Linked DNA regions of Rattus norvegicus: region 1 is linked to region 2. Evidence: chromatin contacts called from public Hi-C data. All regions are on one chromosome and are shown on one strand. The core of a region is the stretch at or near the end of the contact, and the rest is flanking DNA. Distances in the headings are between cores, read along the strand shown. Region 1 has its middle 26 kb from the start of Slc22a16. Region 2 overlaps Cdk19 (cyclin-dependent kinase 19).

The links. A called contact is a pair of places that touch in the nucleus more often than the background predicts.
Region 1: a contact with region 2 is called in a Hi-C map of Schwann cells, with 3 times the contacts expected there. The contact joins two enhancer-like sites. A contact is called at or near these places in 3 of 12 Hi-C or Micro-C datasets (Schwann cells, hepatocytes and mammary epithelial cells) and 1 of 1 datasets of contacts at active chromatin or transcription factors (oligodendrocytes).

The regions. Positions count from the first base shown.
Region 1 is chr20:45,500,331-45,503,030 of GRCr8, forward strand. No RefSeq gene overlaps it. Among named protein-coding and RNA genes, the nearest start is that of Slc22a16, 26 kb to the right of the region's middle. Within about 2 kb of position 1,396, at least 44 of the 93 cell types and tissues checked have an H3K27ac peak or open chromatin away from gene starts, as enhancers often do. A contact at or near this core is called in Schwann cells, where this site is marked.
Region 2 is chr20:45,346,630-45,349,329 of GRCr8, forward strand. All of the region lies in intron 1 of Cdk19 (cyclin-dependent kinase 19), which reads left to right. Among named protein-coding and RNA genes, the nearest start is that of Cdk19, 23 kb to the left of the region's middle. Within about 2 kb of position 1,277, at least 72 of the 93 cell types and tissues checked have an H3K27ac peak or open chromatin away from gene starts, as enhancers often do. A contact at or near this core is called in Schwann cells, where this site is marked.

The DNA of each region.
Region 1 (2,700 bases), core at 146-2,645, 150 kb after region 2:
TACAGCAGAAAGTCTGACAGAGAACACGGTTGCAAGAATAAAAAAGATATCTAAAACCTATTTAAATGTGAGCTGGAAACCGTGACACATGCTGCTGTCCCAGCTACTTGGGGACTGAATCAGAAACCCAGATATTTGAGCCTCAACAATACAGGAAGACCCTGTCTCAAGACAAACCAATACAAGATAAGCCAGGTGTATTGGGCTATACCTTTAAACCCAGCACTCAGGAGATGGAAACAAGCAGACCTCTGGAAGCTCAAGGTCAGCCTGGTCTACACAGTGGGTTCCAGGCCATATAGAGGGACACAGTAAAACCACAACATAAGTAAAGAAGTAAATATGTGGGTCAGGTGCCTTTCCCACATCAGATGTAATGTGGCTGGGGTCCTCAAAGCCTTAGGACTTGGGCACTGTGCATAGCACAGCCTGTTGATGTTGTCTTTGCCCCAGTGGTCACTATACAGAATTGTGACATCAGTGGTCTAAACTTGAAACTCCTTTTCAAGACCTTTCCCAGCCCCTATAGCTATAAAATAGTCAGGAGTCAAAAAGGGAACTTTTCCGTGGTCAGTGGTCTGTAAGTTAAGTTAATGTCGTACACAGTTCTTCTGATTCTGATTATCATGCTTTCAGTATAGCCCCCTCTGTGTGAATAAATACGCAAGAATCGCAGAAGCAGCAGAAAGGACAGAAGATACAGCGTACAGTGAGCTGGAGGAGTCTACCTTCTCTTCTGCCTTTAGTTCTGTCATTGGCTTGATGCTGCTGCTTTGGGACCTGGGCACAGTCGGGCCCTGTGTGCAGTCTGTCCTTCGTGCTAACCTCTTGTCATGACTTTGTGTACATTCTCTGGCTCTGGATGCCACAGTGCAGCTACTGTCCCCTGAGCCTTTGCAGTTCTCATCAGCCACACACTGCTCCATTCGTTTGCCAAGCTGATGCAGATTCTTGGGTCTTGGGTTAGCCCACATTCTCCCACATGTCTTGGGTTAGTCCACACTCTCCCACCCTACAGAAAGCCTACGATCTCTTTGCTCCCGTTGCCTCAGATCCTCATCATGCTTCCTCTTGCGCCTCCTGCTCTCAGCTCTCTTGGCAGCTGGGGGCACACTCTATCTGACCGTAGACAATGGAGTCTAGCAAAGGATGGGTGATCTATGGTGAATGTTTACATAAGACAGAATGTGGAGATTAAAAGAGAGAGAGAGAGGAAAAAAAGAAGACAGAGCTAAAGGTTTCCAGAAGCAGGCAGTTCACGCTCTGCCAAGGGGAGAAGTAGTCTGGGAGACAGGCTGGGGGGAATTGAATGGAGGCCGTGGGACTGGGGAAGCAGGGTTGTTAAGGATGGAGTCTCTCATGTTGTAACCTGTGACTAATGCATTAGTCAGGCGGAGCACGTGGAAACTACACAATATGGCTTAGAAAAACATCTCAGTTCTCAAGAATAGCCTCCCAGCCAGACAATGCTGGAAGTAATTGAGAGTGGGGAGCTCATTGTGATTACTGCTCTCTGACATTGTAAACCACCAATCACTCAGCTGCTTCCTGAGTTCCCAGCGTCGGGAGCGCAGAAGCCCGTCTTTGTCTGTCAACTCGGGGAATGTTAACCTCCTATTAAATCTGTTTTTCTCAGAAAAAGATCCCTGGAGTATGTTCCAAAGGAAGCTTAAGCTTCGCACTACCTTGGAGCGCTCATTTTCTTGCCCGTACATAATGTTTACTTCAAAAATTTCATTGTGTTCTACTCGTTCTTAAAAGGGGTTGGGCGTGGTGCGTGTCACCCATTTCTCTCTCTCTCTTCTCACATTGAAGCTCACCTTACACAGGATTCTGGGATCTGAATGGGTTCTGCTGACAATCCAGTTGTTTTCTTTGCAGGAGATCGATCTTGCTTTTCTTATTTCCCTTAACGTCTTCCTTTTGAGTTTGGTGACATTGCAGTTTTAAATGACCGTCTCTGTCCGTCGTACAGGTTCATGGGGCAATGTCGGTCAGTGGAGTTTCTGATGTGCGTGCAGCTGTGGCCTACATCAGTTCTGGAAACTCATTTATCTTTTTTTTTTTTTTTTCGGAGCTGGGGACCGAACCCAGGACCTTGCACTTGCTAGGCAAGCGCTCTACCACTGAGCTAAATCCCCAACCCCCTCATTTATCTTTTTTCTTTGTCCAAATCTCGCCTTTTCTCTGATCTCACTCCTCTTTCCTGGATGCTAGGTTGGGCATGTATTAAGAAGAGCTCCCGTTGTGCTCCAGGTCTTAAGCCTTCTTTCACATTTTCTGTCTTCTCGCCTCGCTGTGTCATATTGTGGGTGATTTTCAGACACAGCTAATGACTTTCTTTTCAACTCTGTCTTTCTCTCTCTCTCCTCTCTCTCTCTCTCTCTCTCTCTCTCTCTCTCTCTCTCTCTCTCTCTCTCTCTGCTATTTAGTGTTCTTTGATTCTAAACTGATTTTTACATGGAAGACCGGAGGTTGCGAAACGTAAGCTCTCACACCTTTCAGGAGGCCCAGGTCTCCGTGGGGACTGATTTCCACCTCACCTCCTTCTGTCCCGATTTTTTTCTCACTGCACATTTCTTGGACTTTGGAACGTTTCTCTTCTCTGTGAGAGCAGCTGTGCACTAAAACCACACTGTGTGTCAGAGCATCTTGCATCGTGGTGGGACATCCTTCAGGGACTTGGCTCTGGCGTAATCG
Region 2 (2,700 bases), core at 27-2,526:
TCAGGTTTTGGAGACTCTGTCTCACTTGTAGCTCAGATTGGCCTTGAATGTAAAGCTTCCAGCCTTCACCTCAATTCTCAGGTTACTGCCCAGTTTATCCTGGGTTATCCCTTTAAAAAATGCCTGTTATTAGAGAAGAGTGAAACAACATTACAGATCCAATTCTTTTACTTGATTAAGTGTTTAATATTTTATAGGAATGGTTTCTGAAAGTCCTGTTCCATGGTTATTTTGATTTTGCAGTATTGGACCAGAATTCATTTCGGCCTTCCTGCCTAGCATGCCTTACTCATCCCAGCATTGCCGCCCAAACTAAGCTCTGCCTTTGGAGTAGCTTTAGCTCCACAGTCCTCCCTCTCCCCCCTTCCTCTGCGTCTACGTCCTTCCAGGTGTGCTTTAAAATGTTCCCCGTATATGTTCAATAACTTCTGGTTCTTAGAGAATATGCCCTGGACTACAGGATTCCCCATATTTTATTTTGTGAGGTTTATTTTTCTATTTAATACCTTTTATTTTCCACGTGCATGTATTGGTTCTTTCACATAATTACAAAACAGTTGTTGTTTCAGTTCATAGGAATCCACACTTTTGTGTGGTTAGTTTTTCCAGCAGCAGACATTTTTTGAAGTATGTACAGTGATTCAAGCTCAGTCTGCCTTTGGGCTTTTCTTTTTGCATAATCAGTTGTAAAATAAATGATGATCTGTGTATTAGTGATACTTCATTGATTTTCTCATTGTCAGAGCTAAAGTCTGAGTTCCTTGGCAGATACGTAGACTTCCATAGGCATTTGACATTTTATGTTTTGGGCAGTGTAACACAAACTCTGCTCTTTGCCTCTGCTGTGTTGGGAGATTCCGGGAGGGGTTTGTGTATGGACCTCAAGTGTTGGAAGTTGTAGACTTTTCAGCAGAAAGTAAAGAGTGTTGCCTTTTGGTGTCTGTCAGTGTGTGTGCTGGGGTGGGATGTATCAAGTGAGAGCTTTCTGTGTTAAAGGATACAACAATTGGATCACTTTGATCACATCCACGATGCATTTTTATTCATTATTACTCAAGTCTGGAAAGAAAGAAAAGACTTGAGAGCTGCTAAGATAGCTCAGTGGGTGCAGCATTGGGTGCCAATAACTGCTGACTTTTAATCCCTGGGACCCGTGCAGTGGCGGGAGAGAGGCAGGTGGCCTTTGACTGCCACTGCACACTGCCGTTTGTGTGCTTGCTTGCGTGTACACCCACAGACCAGAGCAACAAAGATCAGGAAACTGTACAGAGCTGCAGAGTGACTTTCACTTTCTCTGACATTAAGTTTGGGAGTGATTAATAAGAGAGAACACTGGTATATTGTATAGTATGACTGTGCCATTTCTCAGACTTAGCTGCACTGTGGTTTCTTCTGGGAACTTGTCCAAGTCATTATTCATGTTGTATTCTTCCCTACTGCTCCTTTTACTGAAAGATTGCTTCACAGTAAATAGAGGCAGCCTAATCCATGACTCATGACTGGAGGATAGACATTCTGTGTCAGGTTCCATGTGCCAGAAATGCTAGTCTCCAGCATGCTAACTACCTCTCCTCCCAACTTGTTAATATGCTCTTCTCAAGTTTGTGCTTGTTTTAGTAGAGAAACAAACACATCCCACATACTTGTAAAATACGTTTTTATAGAGGCCTTTTTAATGAGTGGCTTTTAAAGAAAATAATGAAATTAGGATCAGAAATTCTGATATACCTTTCTTGGGCAATGTTTCTTTGACCAAAAAAAAGGGAATCATTTTGCCATCTATGTGCCAAATCTTATAAATACTACTTTTATGAATACGTAACTTTATGAACCTTCTCCACAGTACTGGAACAATTCCTCTAACAGTTGTGCATAGGCACACGCGTGCTGCACATCCCCGCGTGTGAGTGTGGGTGAGCGTGCATCCTGAGTGCTGGTTCTCGCCTGGCGCCCTGTTTGAGAGTCTCTTTTCCAGTTGATACCAGGCGTCCTGCCTGCTTTTCCAGCCCATCCACCAGCCTGGTGGTCTGTGAGTTCTGCAGAGTTTCTGCCTTTGTCTCCTACTTCTCTGTGGGCGCACAGGGATCGCAGATGTCACATAGCACATAGTCAGGCTTTTATAAGACTTCTGGGCATTTGAACTCACTCAGGTCTTCACTCTTGCATGTTTGTGTGGCCCCACTTCTACCTAGTGAGGCAGCCTTCTCAGGTGTAGTAGCTTTACTTTTGTTGGAAGCAGGGTACCAGGTCTCACTGTGTAAACCTGGCTGGCCTGGAACTTTCTGTGGTAGACTGTGTGGGACTCTAATTCTCAGAGATGCTTGTGCCTCTGTCCCTTTAATGCTGAGATTAACGTTGTGCATCAGCACATTTGGTTTAGATTCGTGCCTTAATAAAAGATCTGAGCAGCTAACATGTTTAACAATATATGTACTGCAAAGCATAGAGTTCATAGCAAGGTCAATTGTAGTAGATTCTGAATGAGCATTAGAATAGCTGTTTTCTAGCTTAATTTTATTAGATGTTTAGAGTAATTGTTTTATGTCCTTTGGAAATCATGATCTTTTAGGAGTCAAGTAGGTGGCTGTACATTGCATCTGACGTGGAGGATGCACAGTGGATGCGAGGCTGACATCGCCAGTCAACTGAGTCATTTCCTCCTGTCTCTTAGACGCAATAGATGGGGTTTCAGATTAGTTA